2 separate regions of the Mus musculus genome follow, and region 1 is linked to region 2. The links are chromatin contacts, called in public HiChIP or PLAC-seq maps. All regions are on one chromosome and are shown on one strand. Each heading gives the region's core, a stretch centred on a gene start, on an enhancer-like site or on the middle of the called end of the contact. The rest is flanking DNA. Distances are from core to core; before and after follow the strand shown. Region 1 has its middle 31 kb from the start of Zbtb18. Region 2 overlaps Sdccag8 (serologically defined colon cancer antigen 8).

Region 1 (5,744 bases), core at 2,209-4,708, 470 kb after region 2:
AGGCCCACTGGGTATTTGTGTCATTGACATGAGACTTTGTAGAACACTGTATTGCACTAGACAACCTACTTCACAACAATAGAGACATGAGGGAAAGCATTTGACCACGATTAGAAAGTATCAGATCTTTCCTAGACTACAGCATCAGATGGGGAGATGAGACCAACTTGTCAAGGAGGAGTTTTTGACACCTCTTGAAGATGATAGGCTGCCAGTGTGGGACACCTATCTCTAGGACCTTAAGTCAATGACCATTTCATGACACTGTGTCCTTAACATGTGGAATACAAGGGCATGATAACCAAAACATAGGAGGGAGGCACGGTCCCACCCCTATTCCTGAGGCCCTACCTGGGCAATTTGCACTTCCCATCCACTTACTAACAGTTTTGGCAAGATTAGAAGTTTGGCTCTAAGGAGAATGTTTCCACCAGGGGGCAGAGCAAGGGTTACCTTGTACCTCCAGACTTAAGTGTTTTCACTTCTAATAGAGGAAGGGCAAGAGACGTCATCTTGACAGGAGAAATGTATTCTGATCATCAGGAGGTAGAGCTATTGGTATGTAATGGGGCAAATGATTATGTGCTTACTGTCCTGGTGACCCATGTAGGTTCTGATGATGTTCCCCTGGCAAACAAGCGCAGCTTACACAGCACAGGATTACAGAGGTTGAGGAACAATGTTTGTTTACCAGAGCACATAAGCTATGCCAGCAGAGCAGGTGCCAGCTGAGGGAGAGGGTCATGTGGGATGGATGGGGTGAGATGGAGGGATGTGTAGCTGTGGTCTCAACACATCCCTCTGACCTTCCTCTCCAGGTTCTCCAGAAAAAGAGATGGCAAGACTCTTGCAGGCACTGTTCCCAACTGGGGCAATATTATTAGGCAGAGTAAGTGGGTTGGATTTTGCGACTGCAATAGGAGTGGTAATTCACTGCCAAGGTCCTTGCTCTGGACCCAACCTCTAGGATATAGGTTGTAGTCAGCTCACAGGTGTCCCTCGGCCCCACAGGGAACTGTACCCCACCCTCAACAGAGCCCAGATGCACCTACACTCTCTCTAGCACACCCAACGCCTGATTGATGGGGGAGAGGAGGAGTTGGGGCGATAGGGTCCAGCCCTTTTGTCTCAGTTCAGTCTGTCTTAGTCAGGGTTTCTATTCCTTCACAAACATCATGACCAAGAAACAAGCTGGGGAGGAAAGGGTTTATTCAGCTTACATTTCCACACTGCTGTTCATCACCAAAGGAAGTCAGGACTGGAACTCAAACAGGTCAGGAAGCAGGAGCTGATACAGAGGCCATGGAGGGATGTTACCTACTGACTTGCTTCTGCTGGATTGCTCAGCTTGCTCTCTTATAGAACCCAAGACTACCAGCCCAGGTATGGCACTACCCACAAGGGGCCCTTCCCTCTTGATCACTAATTGAGATAATGCCTTACAGCTGGGTCTCATGGAGGCGTTTCCTCACCTGAAACTCCTTTCTCTGTGATAACTCCAGCCTGTGTCAAGTGGACACAAAACCAGCCAGTACACAGTCCTAGCATCAAGTAACACCCCCAGCCCTTAGGTACCCATGGTCAGAGGCATCTGTTGCTGCTCTGAGAGGCATCTTCTTCTACACAGCCCTAGGCCCCACCCCTCCAAGGTACTTCACTGTGAGTGTGCTGCAGACATCTCTTCCTCGGAGTGTCTCCCAGGAACCTTTGCCTGAAACTTGATCTACCATAGAAACCAAATAAAGACAGAACAATACTGTTTGGTTCAGCGAGGACACCAGGGCATGCTGCTTTCAGGCTGATTATACCTAAACTGGATCACTGCCGTGAATAAGGACAAATTCAGTTTACCATTTTATAGAATTCTGCTGACTCAGGCCCCAACATCTCCCTAGCACACATACACAAGCCCTGCCCCCCACCCACTCCATCTGAATCAGATCTAGCAAAGAGAAAAGGCAGTTTTGATTTAACAGTTCATTTCTGATGAAAAAATAAATACAACAACAACAAAAAGAAGAAAGAAACAGAACCAACTCAGAGCAGCCCCAACTAACCACAACATAATGAGCTTACCTGATTCCTCCTGTCCTCTTTCTCTCTCTCTCTCTGTTCTGAATTTTGTATTAAACCCTGATCATGGGTCAAGTAAAATCTCAGAAAAGCAAAGGGTAGGTTCAAATTCCAATTTCAGTAAACTTATGTCCAAATTCAACATTCTATGATTTTCTGCCACAGCTAACTGTTGGAGAAGAACATCATTCCAATTTGCATACAAGGCTCCATACAAATAGGTGTTTAAAATTTACTAAGTGGATAAAGGTCAGATTCAAAACTTTTTCTGGGTAATAAATATTGCAAATATCCCCATTTTTTTTCTTGACAAACTTTTGGTTCCTCTCCCCCCCCCCCCGCCCCCGTCCGAGCAGTAAGGCACAATCATTCTAGAATACTGCCAAATATAATGAGCATCTACAGATGGGCTGGTCTGCAGCTGGAGGCTTTAACTCTGTAGTATTTATTTGAAATCTCCAAGCCAGCAGAGCAGTACAGTGAGCACAATTCTCAATGTTTTGGCTCTGGAGCAAATAGCGGTTGAACTTAGTTTTTTCAGCTAAAATGGAATTTATGCAGATGTGCTTTGCACTAAATTCATTAAACAATTACATCCTGGTGCCGTTTTCACATTTTTGTAAAGGATCTGCATAAGCACTAATTAGATCTAAGACAATGTTACTGGGCAAATTACAGTGTGGATTGTCCGCCTTGTCTTGCATTCTGCATCTGCTTCGAGATGATGATAATTTAGGTGCAAGTCATATAAATGTTGGGTTTTGTTCCATTTACTGGAAATATTTATTTGAAACATACTATAGATTAATTGATAATGTAACCATTTTTTAAAAGGGCCTCCCGATGTTTTTCTCACGGGTGTCGAGTGGTAAAATCCAATGGGAGGTGGGGGAGGGGTGATTATAGTAGCTGGAACTTCTCACAATTGCTAGCTAACTGGCATTTTCCTCCGTGAGGTTGAGGTTTGCTGCTGAAAAGATCTTTGCATTTCATTTGGCTTCAAGTGCAAGCTGGGCTTGCTGAATTACAGCGGGGCCTTTCAGAATGCAGCATTCACGCAAAGGCATGCGGAGTCTCCTGGACAGCTCCCAGGGGTAGCAACCCACCTCTTCCTGCATCAGCTGGACAGTGACAATGTCAGAAGACCTCAGTATCTTAGGAGATTCAGACGGGGTGTGTTTCCTTTCTCTAATTTTTATCTTCTATTCCGTATACCATTAAATGTAAAAGACTAACATTTAAGCATGAAATCCACTCTGTAAAAAGTTAGGACATTCCTACAGGGTTTCTATGGCAACTTTGAATTACCAACTTAATTCAAGGCTCACTCCAGCCCAGAAGTCACCAGTAGACATTCCGTACCAGACTCTCCATTCTGCTCACACCCAGAACTGCTTCTGCTCCAACCAGCAGCATCCCCCTCCCCGGAAAGAAAGCCAAGCCTGGGCATCAGCCTGGGCATCAGCTTGGCTGCTGTGGTTCTAAACCCCACTCCCATGGCTGGACTTTTCAAATGGTTACTTCTATTGTTTGATGGAGCCAGCCAGAAAAAGCCAAGTTCAGTGTGAACGCCAACAGAGATCATGAGGCAGAACTGAACTCTGAGCATAATCAAATGCAAAAGCCCAACTCCGAGACACGTGGAAACGTCCCTGTGTGAGAGAGACGCGGGAGCATAGCAAGCACACATGGGGCTCTCTGAAGTTAGAATCCAGCCTGGCTCACTCTAGCTGCCTGCTTCCCTTCTTCCTTGGGTGGGGCTTTGTGTTCCCTTCTCCGGTTTTTGCTTGGTGGGGGAGATTGTAACCATAAGGGTGATAATAATCGCTTCTACAGACTTAATTGTAAGCCTGCAAACGCTGTGCTGGTTAAATCTGAGATTACATCTTCCTTGAAGGAGAAAATAATTTAGCACTGGGGTTTCACAGTTTAAAGGTAAAGTGTATTACATTGCCCCCGTGGAGGAAAGCAGTGTTTGTTGATTATTGTTCTCTCTCTCTCTCTCTCTCTCTCTCTCTCTCTCTCTCTCTCTCTCTCTGTGTGTGTGTGTGTGTGTGTGTGTGTGTGTGTGTGTATAGTCTTACTTATACACCAAGTAGACTTTCAACATGCTGTCTCTGCCTCAGGAGTATTGAGGTTATGGGTGTATGCCACCACACCTAACCAAAAATCTATCAGCTATCAATAGCTCTTCAGCTAAGGGGGAGGGCTCATGAAACCCTCCCCACTCCGTGCTGGAAGGTTGACTGGCTTGATCTTGTACAGGACTGTGCAGGCAACTGCTGTGAGCGCATATGTGGTCCTGTTGTGTCCAGAATCTGTTTCATACCAGTCCTTCCTGAGCTCTAGCTTTTACACATCTACGCCCTCTTCTGTGTTGGTCCCTGCAACTTATATAATCTAGATGCTCCATTTGTGGCTGGTTGAGCAAACCACAGAAGCTTACTCTTTGCACGTTGGTCAATTGTGAGTTTCTACATTAACTGGTGTCCATTGCACAAAGAAACTTCTCTGGTGAGATCAGAGACACGAATTTTGAGAGCAGTTGCATACCACATCCATTTAGCAAACTAATAGTAAAAGATTTCTCCTTGGGACGTAGGAGATTTTTCAACCATGGATTTTTTTTTTTTTTTTTTACCAGATTCACACTGGGTGTGCATTTCTCCTGCAGTGTGGACCTTGTGAGTTAATCAGAAAGTAGTTGGTGATTCCCATAACATTTGTGCAACTAGAACACTTGTGGGCATATCTTGCTGGGATAGTCATTATTGTAGCTCAAGGTTTAATTATCACTGTTCTCCTCCAGTAGAGAGTATGTATGTCATGTTCCAAAAAGAAAGAAAGAAAGAAACAAACAAACAAAAAAACTAGCCAGTTGGGATGAACCTTCCAGTTCAGTTCTTGCTTAATTCTCCGTGGTATTATGACCTGGTGAGGTATTGATAAAGCAGGATGCTCTCCTAGACAGAAAACTCAAATGGTAGGCACAAATCAGAATTATGTCCTTTTTAAAAAATATATTTATTTACTTTATGTATATGAGTACACTGTTACTCTCTTCAGACACACCAGAAGAGGGCATCGGATCCCATTACAGATGGTTGTGAGGCACCGTGTGGTTGCTGGGATTTAAACTCAGGACCTCTAGAAGAGCAATCAGTGCTCTTAACTGCTGAGCCGTCTCTCCAGCCCCAAGAACTGTGTCGTATGAGCACTATTAAGGTCCTTGGACTTTACTCATCATATGTTTCCGGTTAGAACGTACAGCGAGTAGTCCAGGGTCGCTGAAAAGCAGCCTGTTTGCTCCTGACTCATTTAACCCAGAGTCAGCCTGTGATCCACTTATTCCATTCCCAGATATGTACCTCAGACTGGCCATTTTTATACTAAAACTGGTGTGTTAAATCCAAAAGCTCAATGTGACTTGGAGGTGGTGTCTTCAGGACATTATTAGGTCACGAAAGCACCACCATTGTAGGTGGGGTTAGTACACTCTTGAAAGATGCCTCAGAGAACTCCCTTTTCCTTCCCCTCTGTGAAGAATGAGTCCCCATTGGACATCCAATAAGCTAGCATCTTGATCTTGGGCTTTCCAGCCTCTAGGACTTGGGGAAATAAATTTCAATTGTCCACAGCCACCCAGCTGTTACAGCAGCCCAGGAGACTAA
Region 2 (6,212 bases), core at 1,899-4,398:
TGGTAATGCCGCTTTCCCTTCTCTGATGCAAAGTCATCAGAGAATCTTGGAGTCATCTCATTTACACATCTCTAGCCCCTATCTTGTGCTCAGACTCGGATATGGCCACTCACTAGAAGAGTACAGAATGCTCTCAAGTCAGGCCTTTTAGCTGTAGGACCGATGGCATGCAGTACTACTAAGAACTGAACTAGTGTGAGCTCTCTATTCTAAGACCTTAAAAAGCTTGGCCTGCTTATAGAGACTTGAACAGATCCTCCCCACCCCCCACCCCCCCCCACCCCCCCCCCCCGCTTCACCAAAAGGCTTATCCCTCCCTTCGTTTGCCTCCTTTTCCCTCCAGTTCTCCCTCATCCTGGTCCTGCAACTTAGGGCTTAAAAACATCCAGTCATTTTAGCATGCCCTGCCTATTTTTTATGTTCTGAGTCCTGCTCTGGGTTTAGGGTAGAGAAAATTTAAAGTTATAAAGGAAACAGACATTTAAACTGATAACAAATGTATGACATCACTATATGGCAGACACAGAACATACCAAGGTCATCCAGGGCAGAATAGTTGATTTAGAAGAAACAGGAGAAAAAAGGGTAGAATTTTAAGGTTTGCCCAAGAGGGCTAGTGTGTATCATATAGGGGGTTGGCTGGGTGGGCTGGGGCATTCCAAGAAGAGGAAGAAACATGTGCAGTGATCCTTAGCCAGAAAATACGTGGTGTGAAGGGGGAGGCAAAAGTAGCCTCGTCTGACTATCCATTTGTTGCGATATACTAGTTTGGAACTGAGTGTGAGACAAGACCTTGGAGCACATCCAGGGGGTGTTGTTGTTAGAAGTACCAGAAGGGACCTTATTTCACATTTAGCATGGACCCCTGATGGTTCCATTTGAGTGAGGTGTGGGTGTGTTTTCATTCTGGAGCTTTCCACTACAACACTACCACACGCATTGACCAATCTCAGTACAGGCTTTCCTTATGTTGCCATATAATTAGAAGCCAGTGAATTGAAGTTCCACAGCGGTACATAGACTGGTAGTGATAGCTTTATGAAACTGTTTATTTTTAGTTTGGCAAAGGCTAGGCAGTAAATATCTCAATTAGTAAACTAAAGCAGCATGGATGAGAAATGCCCACAAGGAGATCAGAGTTGGAAATAACTGAGTCCCTTAATTGAAGGAAACCCTCATGTTGCTTCTCATAGAGCTTGAAGAACCCACCCAGCAAGGGTTCAGATGTGGCGTGCAATGTGAGCACAGTGTCAGGGTGACACGGGCCGTGCTCCCCCTCAGCCTCAGCTTGTTAGGAAGTTCCTCTCTGGGTGGGGATGTAGCTGTGTAGGTAAAGTACCTAACCTGCACAAAGCCCTGGGGTGAGTGCCCGGCACTTCTCAACACTGGACATGATAGTGCATGTGTCTAACCCAGCACTTGGGGGTGGGGGTGGGGTAGAGTCAGGAGGATCATAAATCCAAGGTACTCCTCAGCTACGTAGCAAGTTTGAGGCCACCCTCCCTCCCTACAAGGGATCAGTCTCAATAAAATGAAACAACAAAAAGAAGTTCTCTCATAAAGAGAGCCACCAATAGGATGTTGTCCTCATGCTGCAATTCTGTCAGCATGACCCAAAAGGAAATTTCATTATGAATAGATGAGGGAAGTAGCTCCTGTTCACATTGCTGTCCATTCACGGTGTGCAGCCTGGTGTATGAAAGCACTTAATGAAAGCAGGCATGTGGTGCTGGCCTCTCAACAGCCTCTGCCGGTATATTTGAAGTTATATCTTACATCTTGGAAGAAAACCAGAAGTAGTCTACGAGGCTTAGTTTCAAAGCAAAATTTCCCAAGACTAAGAATTAAGTCATGTTCTTCCTAAAATTTCACAGTCTTAGAAAATAGCGACCATCCGGACGGTGAAAGATTGGTGATATTACAAGACAGAAAGAACAGAAAGCATGCATGCTGTGAAGATGCAGTCAGGGCTGGCAAGGGCTCCTCAGGAAAAGGTGTTTGTAAGGTGAAAGTCTAAAGGCTCCAGTCCTGTCCCCAGCCCCACTGGGCTAAAGGAAGAAGACTAGTTCCTGCGAAGTGCATCTGTGATCTTTTCACCTGCACACTGGCATGTGTGAGCGCGCACACACACACACACGCACACACACACACACACGCACGCACACGCACACACGCACACGCACACACATACACATACACACACACGCACACACACACGCACGCACACGCGCACACACGCACACGCACACACACACACGCACACACACACACACACATACACACACATACACACACACACATACACGCACACGCACACACACACACACGCACACACACGCACACACACACGCACACACACACACGCACACACACACACACACACGCACACACACACACACACACACACACACACACGCACACACACACACACACATACACACGCACACGCACACACACACACATGCAAATAAAAATTATCAGGTGATAAAATACAACTGTTTCATTGTTATGATTTTGTTTGAATTTTTAAAACGTCACCCTTGAGTCTGTCTGGACTTGTATGTATGTGCTACACAGTACAGAGAGAGTCCTTTGGATTTTCTCTCTCCTGCAAAATGGGGAGACTACAGAAAGATTAGCTACTGCTGCTTTAGTGTACTACCTGTCTGCAGTCTGTGGTCTGTGGGGGAATGATGGAGGTCTGTGCACCTGCAGATAACGTCTCTGTCTGTCTCCTCTCTGTTTTGCAGACTGGAAAAAGATAGCATTCAGCAAAGCTTTAGCAATGAAGCAAAGGCCCAAGCCCTTCAGGCCCAGCAGAGAGAACAGGAGCTGACACAGAAGATACAGCAAATGGAGACCCAGCACGACAAAACTGGTGGGTGGTAGGGAAAGATTAGAGCCTGGGCACTTGCTCACAAGCCAGGCCCACGCCTTACTGTGAAATGACATCAGGAACACCTGTAACCTTTGGCTGGCCGAAGGGAGCAGATGCTAACTGCACCGGAGATTCCGAATTACATATTAGTTAGCGTTTAAAAGAGAAAATGGGAAGTATTGCCCACTGTCTGTTGACTTGAGAGTGCTGCTCTCACATCTGTTGCACCATCTGGATTATGAGTTTATTTACCTGTGTTCAAGAAACGTAGAGCTGAGAGAGACCACAACAAAGTAGAAAAACAAAGGGCTTGCTTTTGGCTGGGTTTTCAGGCACACATGTTATATAAAGAAAATAGCATCAGAAGCTCTGCGGGAAATGCTCTGAGCTTACAGTTAGAGTCTCCTGAATAGCATTGAACAGTTCCCACAGTACACACATTATAGCTACTCTAAAAGCCTAATGAGTTTGCTTCAGCATCCAAACTGGAGAAAAGCTTTACCCATTAATCGGTTCTTAATTCACTGTCGCAGCTGGATGTAATTCAGTGGCTCCAAATTGATATGTTCCTTTATTTAATCTTTGCAGCTTCGAACATTTTTAGCATTTGTATGATTTCCCCCACCTCCCCCAATGCAGTCGAGAGTGATGCTTAATCCTCTGCATTCGTCAGCTTCTCAGAACTGCTGTTAAAATTCACTAATACAAGGCATTGACCACAGCTGGCAGCTTGGCCCAAAATCGCCATCTTTCATCACGTTGGCACTATTCTGCAGACTGAGTTGGCCAGTAACTCTTTACCTTTAATTTGAAAGTAAAATGCACTTTGAAAATAGGCAGTTTGATGTGTGCAGTCAGGGCGTTATGTAGTTCCTTTCGCTTTTGAGTTGTGTGTTCACAGACAGTGTTAGTCAAAACAAGACAGTGTCAGCCATTATAATTCTACACCACATACTCCACGCTGATTGTACCATTAAAACAAAAGTTTAATTGATCCTGTCTCTTCCACAAAAAATGTTGCTTAATTTTAGAGCCCTGATTTATTTTGCTTTGTTTGCTGTATGCTTCACCCCCCCGAACATTAGTAAAAATTGAAAAGGGAAAATTATTTACAAATGAATTTCACAGGATTTAATGCATATTATATTTAAAGATATGGTTAAAAAATGATTTCATCTATTGGTAACCTGAAGTTCTTTAATGGATTTATTTACTTATAAAGTCAGCTATCCTGATGCCTCATGTATAGAGTTTCTCCTTAGCATTTAGCCAGAAGAAATAAAAAAAATCCAAAAGATTTTGTTGATTTTTTTTTTTTTAAACTAACACAAAGAGGAATTCATCGGGGAAACTGTCCTTGGCTATTGCTGGTAGAATCCTGGACCAAGAGTTTGGGCAGGACCTGAGAGTTGGGAAAGGTTTTGACCGTTAAAATCGTCTTTAAGATCATTTATTTTGCAAATGCACACACAAATCACACCCTCTTTAGTCTCTGGCCAGACTGTTATTGAAACACACACTATGAAAGTATGGTAAGATTTCTAAGGACAGTTGTGTATTCCACCTAATGACTGGAGTGTATACAAGCTCTAAGGGGGTAAAACATGGGCAGATAAGAACCATCAAGCACCAAGTACAGTGTAGCAGAGAATTCCTCGGCTTTAATTTCGAATTATCTGGTTGTGATAATTTTTGACACTGTTTATAGTAAAATTGTCAAAATAAAAATATAATATCTTGCATACTTCAAAGATATAAGCATTTATGACTTCATTTGAGATATTTGACAGTTTATGAGCATGCTAAAATGTTACACAAGCTGATATGATCAAAATTGTTCCTGGTATACAAGTTTATTATGAAAATAAATGTCTCACAAGACTCAGTGTCCCGCCAGATGACAAGTCCTTCACTTAGGACACTGACAGTGATCTGGTGGATGTAGGAAGGGCAGAGTGATCTGAAGCACGTTAGCACCGTGCATGGCAAGAGTTACAGAGCAAAGCCACTTATGTCTCATATTGGTGGGTTATTGTTATTTCTAGAAAGTGAACAGTATTTACTGCTGACATCCCAGAACACATTTCTGACAAAATTAAAAGAAGAATGCTGCTTGTTAGCCAAGAAACTGGAAAAGGTCTCACTAAAGAGCAGGTAGGTGATTGGGTAACATTGTACATTGTCTTTAGAATATTTTTATTTGATAGCTAAAATTTGGCTTTAAAATTGCATTTTTACTCTACCGTAATTTATTACTAAAATGTGCCATGCATTGATATAAGTTTTCTGAGAAACCAGGTATCTCTGTGTGCATATTTTTGTGATTGTCCATCTAGACAACCTTTCTGTCCCAAGGAGGGACTCCGGGGCCTTGTATGGTAAGCAAGCACACTGTTCCCAAGCTACTCCCGCAACCCAACTTAGATATTTTTTTTCATGGTTATGTATACGTACTTGGATTTTTATAGTGTTTATAACTTAAAACCATGAAAATCAGGAACAAAGGCCAAGATAACCATTAGCATAATAAAGGATACAAATAAGTCAAGCAGTTCTACAATCTTCTGTTGATATAGGCGATGGCATTTTAGTCTATTTCCAAGTTTTTCAGGAACACACAAAAGCTGTCTTTAAGGCCAGTCATTTGGGACACTGAGGAAGAAAACACGCTTGGTATAATACATTCTTAACTTTCACAGCAGCATACAAAAGTAATTAGGTTTTTTTTACATATGAATAAAAAGCATAATCATTTGAATAGCTTGTGGGTAGGAGAGTTAGCGGCTTGGCCTACGTATTGCTGTTACACAGTGTCTAGAGTCTTTCTTACAGCCATGGTGATATTTATAGTTGCTGTTAAAGAAAGTTCAGGCTTGCTGGATAGAGACACATGCACCTGCAGTGGGGAAGGCAGGAGAATTTCCCGAGCTGAGCCGAGGAGTCCTAGGCCAGCCTCGGCATCAGAACAAGAGTCTGCCTCTTAAAAGAGAAGGAGAGGAGAGGTGAGCATTGCAAAGGCTAGGGAGGGAAAATTAACCTTTAAATTCCTGTAGAAAAGTAGACATTCTTGGGATGTAATTGTTAGACCGAGAGCTAGGGCTAACCTGTAACATGTCTCTGGGCCCTTGCTTTCCGTCTTTAATCTGCCTCCCAGGATACTAGTCTAGTGAACTTGAACCTCCGTACCTCTCAGGCCCGACTGCTACTTTGTAAACGAAACATGCTCCTTCCTATCTGACACATAGATGGCACCCAATGCATATTTATTGAATGAGTGATAAATGAGTGGGAAAACAGGTGTGCTGCTATCCTCCACATGCTGGTCTGACTCCTG

The links. HiChIP or PLAC-seq counts read pairs in DNA pulled down with a chosen protein or histone mark.
Region 1: a contact with region 2 is called in an H3K4me3 HiChIP or PLAC-seq map of embryonic basal ganglia, with 2.8 times the contacts expected there. The contact joins two enhancer-like sites. A contact is called at or near these places in 2 of 39 promoter capture datasets (the HPC-7 cell line and cranial neural crest) and 3 of 115 datasets of contacts at active chromatin or transcription factors (embryonic basal ganglia, embryonic forebrain and forebrain).

What each region holds. Positions count from the first base shown.
Region 1 is chr1:177,408,448-177,414,191 of GRCm38.p6, forward strand. No RefSeq gene overlaps it. Among named protein-coding and RNA genes, the nearest start is that of Zbtb18, 31 kb to the right of the region's middle. Within about 2 kb of position 3,459, at least 28 of the 459 cell types and tissues checked have an H3K27ac peak or open chromatin away from gene starts, as enhancers often do. A contact at or near this core is called in embryonic basal ganglia and embryonic forebrain, where this site is marked.
Region 2 is chr1:176,943,358-176,949,569 of GRCm38.p6, forward strand. It overlaps Sdccag8 (serologically defined colon cancer antigen 8), which reads left to right. Exons shown (of 18, transcript NM_029756.3): 14 at 2,751-2,878; 15 at 4,924-5,032. Among named protein-coding and RNA genes, the nearest start is that of Gm15423, 5.5 kb to the left of the region's middle. Within about 2 kb of position 3,149, at least 65 of the 459 cell types and tissues checked have an H3K27ac peak or open chromatin away from gene starts, as enhancers often do. A contact at or near this core is called in embryonic basal ganglia and embryonic forebrain, where this site is marked.